2 separate regions of the Sus scrofa genome follow, and region 1 is linked to region 2. The links are chromatin contacts, called in public Hi-C maps. All regions are on one chromosome and are shown on one strand. The core of a region is the stretch at or near the end of the contact, and the rest is flanking DNA. Distances in the headings are between cores, read along the strand shown. Region 1 holds the start of ARHGAP23 (rho GTPase-activating protein 23). Region 2 holds the start of EPOP (elongin BC and Polycomb repressive complex 2-associated protein).

Evidence for each region. A called contact is a pair of places that touch in the nucleus more often than the background predicts.
Region 1: a Hi-C map of retroperitoneal adipose tissue shows a contact between it and region 2, with 1.6 times the contacts expected there. The contact joins the promoter of ARHGAP23 here to the promoter of EPOP in region 2. A contact is called at or near these places in 1 of 5 promoter capture datasets (liver) and 11 of 47 Hi-C or Micro-C datasets (alveolar macrophages, embryonic fibroblasts, fetal liver and 7 more).

Annotation. Positions count from the first base shown.
Region 1 is chr12:23,666,579-23,669,278 of Sscrofa11.1, forward strand. It overlaps ARHGAP23 (rho GTPase-activating protein 23), which reads right to left and starts at 1,361. Exons shown (of 27, transcript XM_021067077.1): 1 at 1,237-1,361. The coding sequence starts at 1,299.
Region 2 is chr12:23,433,939-23,436,786 of Sscrofa11.1, forward strand. It overlaps EPOP (elongin BC and Polycomb repressive complex 2-associated protein), which reads left to right and starts at 1,450. Exons shown (of 1, transcript XM_021067069.1): 1 at 1,450-2,848. The coding sequence starts at 1,464. The coding sequence ends at 2,603.

The DNA of each region.
Region 1 (2,700 bases), core at 111-2,610, 230 kb after region 2:
AGGAGATGAAGTATGTGTTGGTGTGTGTGTGTGTTGGTGTGTGTGTGTGTGTGTGTGTGTGTGTGTGTGTGGTGGGGGGACCCAAGGGATTCAAGGATAATGACCTCCACTTCCATCCCCTGTCCATCCTGAAATTCAAGTTTGTAATTAGGAAAGACTTTGGCTGAAAGGTGGAGGGAGAGTCGGAGGGAGAACGCTGCATACTTCCAGCTCCTGAGAAACACACCAGTCTGAGTTTGCAAAGCCCCAGACCCCACCTCCAACTCCGAGGGGAGGGTTGTGGAGGGATGTCCCTAAATCCCCCCGCCCTGTCAAAAGAGGAAGAGGCCTCAGTCCAGGCTTGATCCCAACCTGGACCCCAGGGACCTTCTCTCCTAAGCTCAGAAAACCACTGGGCTGTCGGTGTTCAACCCTTCCACTTGGAAAGGGGAAATCACTGTTGGGGTGCTCCAGCAGGCTCGGAGGTAGAGGGCTGGCCCCAGTGGGGCCCGGGGGCCCTTGCTGGCCCCTCCCAGCCTCAGCAGCTGGCAGATGAAAGAACCCAAGCAAAGCAGCCCAGCGCTGAGTAATACCCCTGGCACCCCGCGCCCAGACCCACCCACAGCCAGTCCGAGGGGGCAGAGGAGAGGGCAGCCGCGCCGGCAGGACCCGGGGGTCCCAGGCCTGCTTCTCTTCCCCAGGACCTAGGGGGCGGCGGGCCCGCTCCGGGCAGCTCGTTGTGAGGGTCGGGCCAGGCCTGGGGAGAGGGTGACGCAGGGAGGGGGTGTCCGGCCACAGTGGCCAAGGACATCCCGCTCCGGGAACCCCCTCCCCCACTCCCTCTCCCTCCAGCTGTGCCGGGGCCTCGCCAACGGAAAACGAAAACTCGGGCAGAGGAAACGGCGGCAGGCGCCCCGCCTGAAAAACCCGGACAAAAGGCGCGGGCCTCCCGCCCCCGCTGCCTGGCCACCCGGGGCCTGGCACCGCCGCTCCGGTCGGTGCCCCCAGCCCTGGCAGTCCCGTGCGCCATCTCGGCCCCCTGCCTACCTTCCTCCTTCCCGCGCCCCCTGCCCAGGGCAGCTCCGGCTCCGGCCCTCTCCCCGGCCACCAGAAGATGTTGCCGGCAGCCGTGCCCGCGGTGTCCGCGTTGAGCACCCCAGGCTGTGCCCTCCGAACGGGGGCGCCGCGACCCCAGCCCTGCTGTCAGCTCCCCGGCAGCGCCTGGATCCGCCCCCTCCCCTGGCTCAGTGCCCTCACCTGAGGGGGCCGGGGCTCCGGGCGGGGCGGGATCCCGACCAGGCAGAAGGCGACTCCATTCATCGGGCGGCAGCGGCGTCTCTGCGGCCAGGGCACTGCTAGGGGCGCCGGCCGGGACCCGGGAGGGGCGGGGCCGAGCGCAGAGGGGGTGGGGCGTCTCTTCGCCCCGCCCCCTGAGTTCCCGACGGGGCGCACCCTCTGCCTCTCGCCGGGGTAGCCGACTGGTACAAAGGGCTGAAGCTGGGACCCACGCTGGCAGGGGAGCTGGAAGGCGCAACACGGCCAACGGAAGAGAGGTGGTCTCGGGGTGACAGTTTGGGCCGGCCTCCAGGGGTCTGGCCTAGGTGGACGGTTATCCGAGCGGCCAAGGAAAGAGGACAAGGGCACAGAACCCAGAACTAGCACCAAGAGAGGGAGGAAGGAAGGGAAAGGGAGGCGGAGAGAAACACAGCCAGTCAGAAATGAACAGAGAGACACAGAAAGCATGAGAGAGGCAGACAAGACAGAGACAGGGTAGAGAATGGCAGAGGAAATCAGAGACGAAGATGAAGAGAAGGGACGTTGGAAGAATGGGAAAGAGAAAAGACTTAGGGAGCCTTCCATCCAGAGACTCACGGGGGTTGAGACAAGGACAGTGATGGTTATACCCACCGGGGAGGGAATGGGGCGGGGCGGGGGGGGGACCTTCAGGGGCTCCATGCCCCTCAACCTAGGACGCCCCTCCGAGGCAGTCTCAGCCCAGGATCCCATGCAGGCAGGGAAATGGGGGCTGTACTAGAGAAGCAGGTGATCCAGCCCTTCGGACCCCCAGTGTGGCTCAGGCCTCTAGACAGTCCACAGACCCCCTCTGCAATGGATGACATTCTGAGCAGAGACCCTCCAGCTTCCCTTCTCGGCTTCGCTCTGAGCTGGACCCGAAGACCCACCGGGGTCCTGAGTCAGATTCTCAGTTCCCTGCCCCCAAGCAAGAGCCCTGCAGCCCATCCCCTGATGGTCTGGGAAGGGACTGTCCCTCAGTCTTTAGTTTCTGCTGCCAAGTTCTTTTGCTCTCTAACTGACATCCTTACTACCTCCTATTTTCTATAGGGGGAAAGCCTATGCTTGCCTCTTTCCATGCCTTCTTGTCATTTTAAAGGTCTCCTGCATTCTTTCACCCAGATTGTGAAGAAGGGAAGGCAGAAGCCACAGATCAATAGGAATAGGATTAGGGGAAGGCAGGCAGTGAAAGTGAGAAGGCCACCTCTGCCTATTGGAATGGCCCCCCTCCTCTGGGGCAATGAGCCTCATAAAATCTATGTGCTTTACCACCCCCCTGACTGCTGAGAACAAATCAGCCCCAAGCCCTGGACCCCCTCACCCCATGACAATCAGGGACTTAGGCCCTGTAGGGGGCTGCTGTGGCCCAGACACCAGCTAGGCCATCCCTAGTCCTGTAAGCCTGAAGAAGATATTGACTTGTTTTTA
Region 2 (2,848 bases), core at 200-2,699:
AGTGGGGAGGCAGCAGTGATGAAGACAACATTCTCAGCCGCTCATTTCCAGACTAATGGAAGAGACAGACAAAAAAGAAGAAATACATTCACAGATTTTCATACACCAGTAAGCTCTACAGAAACTAAAGAAGGATAAGGGGACAGAACAAGCTGAGGGGATGGGATCCTCCAGTTATCGGAATTTGTACTGGAATTCCCGTTCTCTTTGCTTTCCTCTTCCTGGGGGAGATAAGAAGAGAGTCTGTGTGTCCCTTCTGGTCTCCTCAACGTATTTTGGAATTTCAGGCCTCAGAAGGCAGAGTCTTGGGATCTGCCAGGGGGCTGCAGAGTCAGTCCCTCAGAATTTGCTCAAGGGGCCATTTAGAAACTAGAAATGGAAGACTATTTACTGTCTTCCGTGGGCGTTATAATTCTCCCTCTCTCCGAATTGATTCCTTTTTTTTTTTTTTTTCATCCTGCACACACTTACTGAATTCCTAACTCTTCATTCAACATTTCTTGAGCCCACTGTGTGCCAGGCACTGTTCTAGGCCACCGAAGCTGAGAGGTTAAGAACATTCTGCCCGCAGGAGTCCCTGCTGTGCAAAGCTTCCAAACCTCTTTTCTTCTTTTCTTTCAACTTTGTCTTTTTGAGATTCACCTATGTGGATTCACTTAGCCCCCTGCGAGTAGATATGAAGATTCCCATTTTACGGATGCGAAAACCATGACTGCTAAGGGAAAAAATGAAGTGCTTTGCAGTGACTGAACACCAGGACGCCACCGCGCCACGTGCAGCGGCGCGTTTCGCCCCCTGCGATCCCACCCGCGCACGCAGCCTCCTTTCCTCCCTCCCAGCCGCCGCCGCGCCGGGTCCACGTGTGTGTGTCTGTGTGAGGAATGGGGACGGGGGCGGTGCCGCTGGAGGGGTGGGGTCCGGGCCAACGTCACAGGCAGTGCCGCCCAATCAGCGGCGGGCTCGCGGCCCCGGCGCTGGTATTGGGGCAGCGAGGGGGCAGTTCTCTATAACGCGGTCTCCGGGAGCCAGCGGGGAAGAAAGAAGCCGAGCGGGCGGAAGGCGCCCTCCCCGCCGCCTGGGCCCGGGCACCGGGTGCCGGGCCCGGGGTCCTTCCCGCCTCCCGCGGCCGCCAGCCGCTTTGTTTCCCCAACCTCTGCGCTCCGGGCAACTCGAGAGGGGGCTCCCGCCCGGGCTGCGCAGGGATCGCGGCGGCAGGAAGGGCGGCCCACCGCGCCGGGACTCGCAGGGACCCAGGAGTCCGGCCGCCGGGAGGGCCGCGTGACAAGATCGAAGAGGGAGCCAGAGCTCCGCGGCCCAGGGGTACGGGCCGGGGGCGCCCGTGAGCAGAGACCTCCCCGTCGAGGGGGGGCGATGTTCCCCTCGCCCTTGGGCTCTTCGGGCAGCCAGGGCATCCCGCCGCTGGGACCAGGACCCCCGCAGTGGGCAACCCCCCGGGCGGTTCCATGGAGACTCTGTGCCCCGCTCCCCGCCTCGCAGTGCCGGCGTCCCCGCGAGGGTCGCCCTGCTCCCCCACACCCCGGAAGCCGCGTCGGGGGACCCAGGAGTTCTCTCCGCTGTGCCTGCGTGCCCTTGCCTTCTGCGCCCTTGCCAAACCCCGGGCGTCCTCTCTGGGCCTGGGGCCTGGGGAGCTGGCGCCGCGGGCCCCGGTGCTGCTGGGCCCTCGCGCCCCCCTGTGCACCGGCGGCTGGGCCCCGGATGGCCTGAAGCACCTCGCGGGACAGGCCGGGCGGTCCAGCGATCCCAATTCCCCGGCCCGCCAGGATGCCGACGCCGCAGTGTGCCGGGGCCGCAGCGAGGAGGAAGAGGGCGGAGGCAGTTTCCCGCACTTCGGCGCTCGCTCCGGTTTACCTCCCGGCCGCTGCCCGGCGCCCCGGCGCCCTCGGGAATCTCCGACCAGCTCCGCCTCAGCTCCGCCTAGGCCAGCCCCCGGTCTCGACTCCCAGCCTGGCTTCGCCGCCAGCCCGCATCAGGATCCCGGTTCCCGGCCTCCGCCGCCACCTGCGGGCCTCTCCTCTGAGCCGGCGGGGCCCCGGGCCGCGCCGGAGCCGCCCCTGCCGGGCCAAACGGCCGCAGTCGATGGAAACCCCCCGAAGGCCGCCCCCGAGGCACCGGCCGCCAGCCCCTCGACGGCCAGCGGAGCTGCGGCCGCGCCCGGCGATCTCCGCCAGGAACATTTCGATCGTCTGATCCGCCGGTCGAAACTTTGGTGTTACGCGAAGGGCTTCGCCCTCGACACTCCGAGTTTGCGCCGGGGGCCCGAGCGGCCGCCAGCCAAAGGGCCCGCCCGGGGAGCCGCCAAGAAACGCCGGCGGCCGGCGCCCCCCCAGCGCAGCGCGCAGCCCCGTCGCCCTGCGCCGACGCTCCCCACCACGAGCACCTTCAGCCTCCTCGATTGCTTCCCCTGTCCCCCGGCCTTGGTGGTGGGGGAGGACGGAGACTTAGGGCCCGCATCCTCGCTTCGCCTCCAGGGAGACTCTAAACCCCCGCCTGCCCACCCATTGTGGAGGTGGCAGATCGGGGGTCCCGCTGTGCCTGAGCCCCCCGGCCTCAAATTCTGGGGCATCAACTTGGAGCAACTCTGAGCGTGAGACCTCTTCTGCCTGCCAAGGGGGAAAAGTGGGGGCCACAGCCAAACTGCGCGCTCAAGGCTAGAGCCTCGTTTCTCACCTTCGCCTGTCCCCTTTAGGTTTTATGGGCTGTGGTCAGAGGGACCTCAGATGACAGTGATCTTCAAGCACCTAACTGGTCGAGGTGACACCCCCTCCCTCTCATCCTTTGGAGAGGACCAAGAGCTGGAGTCAGGAGAAGGCTTAACCGAGGAAAAACG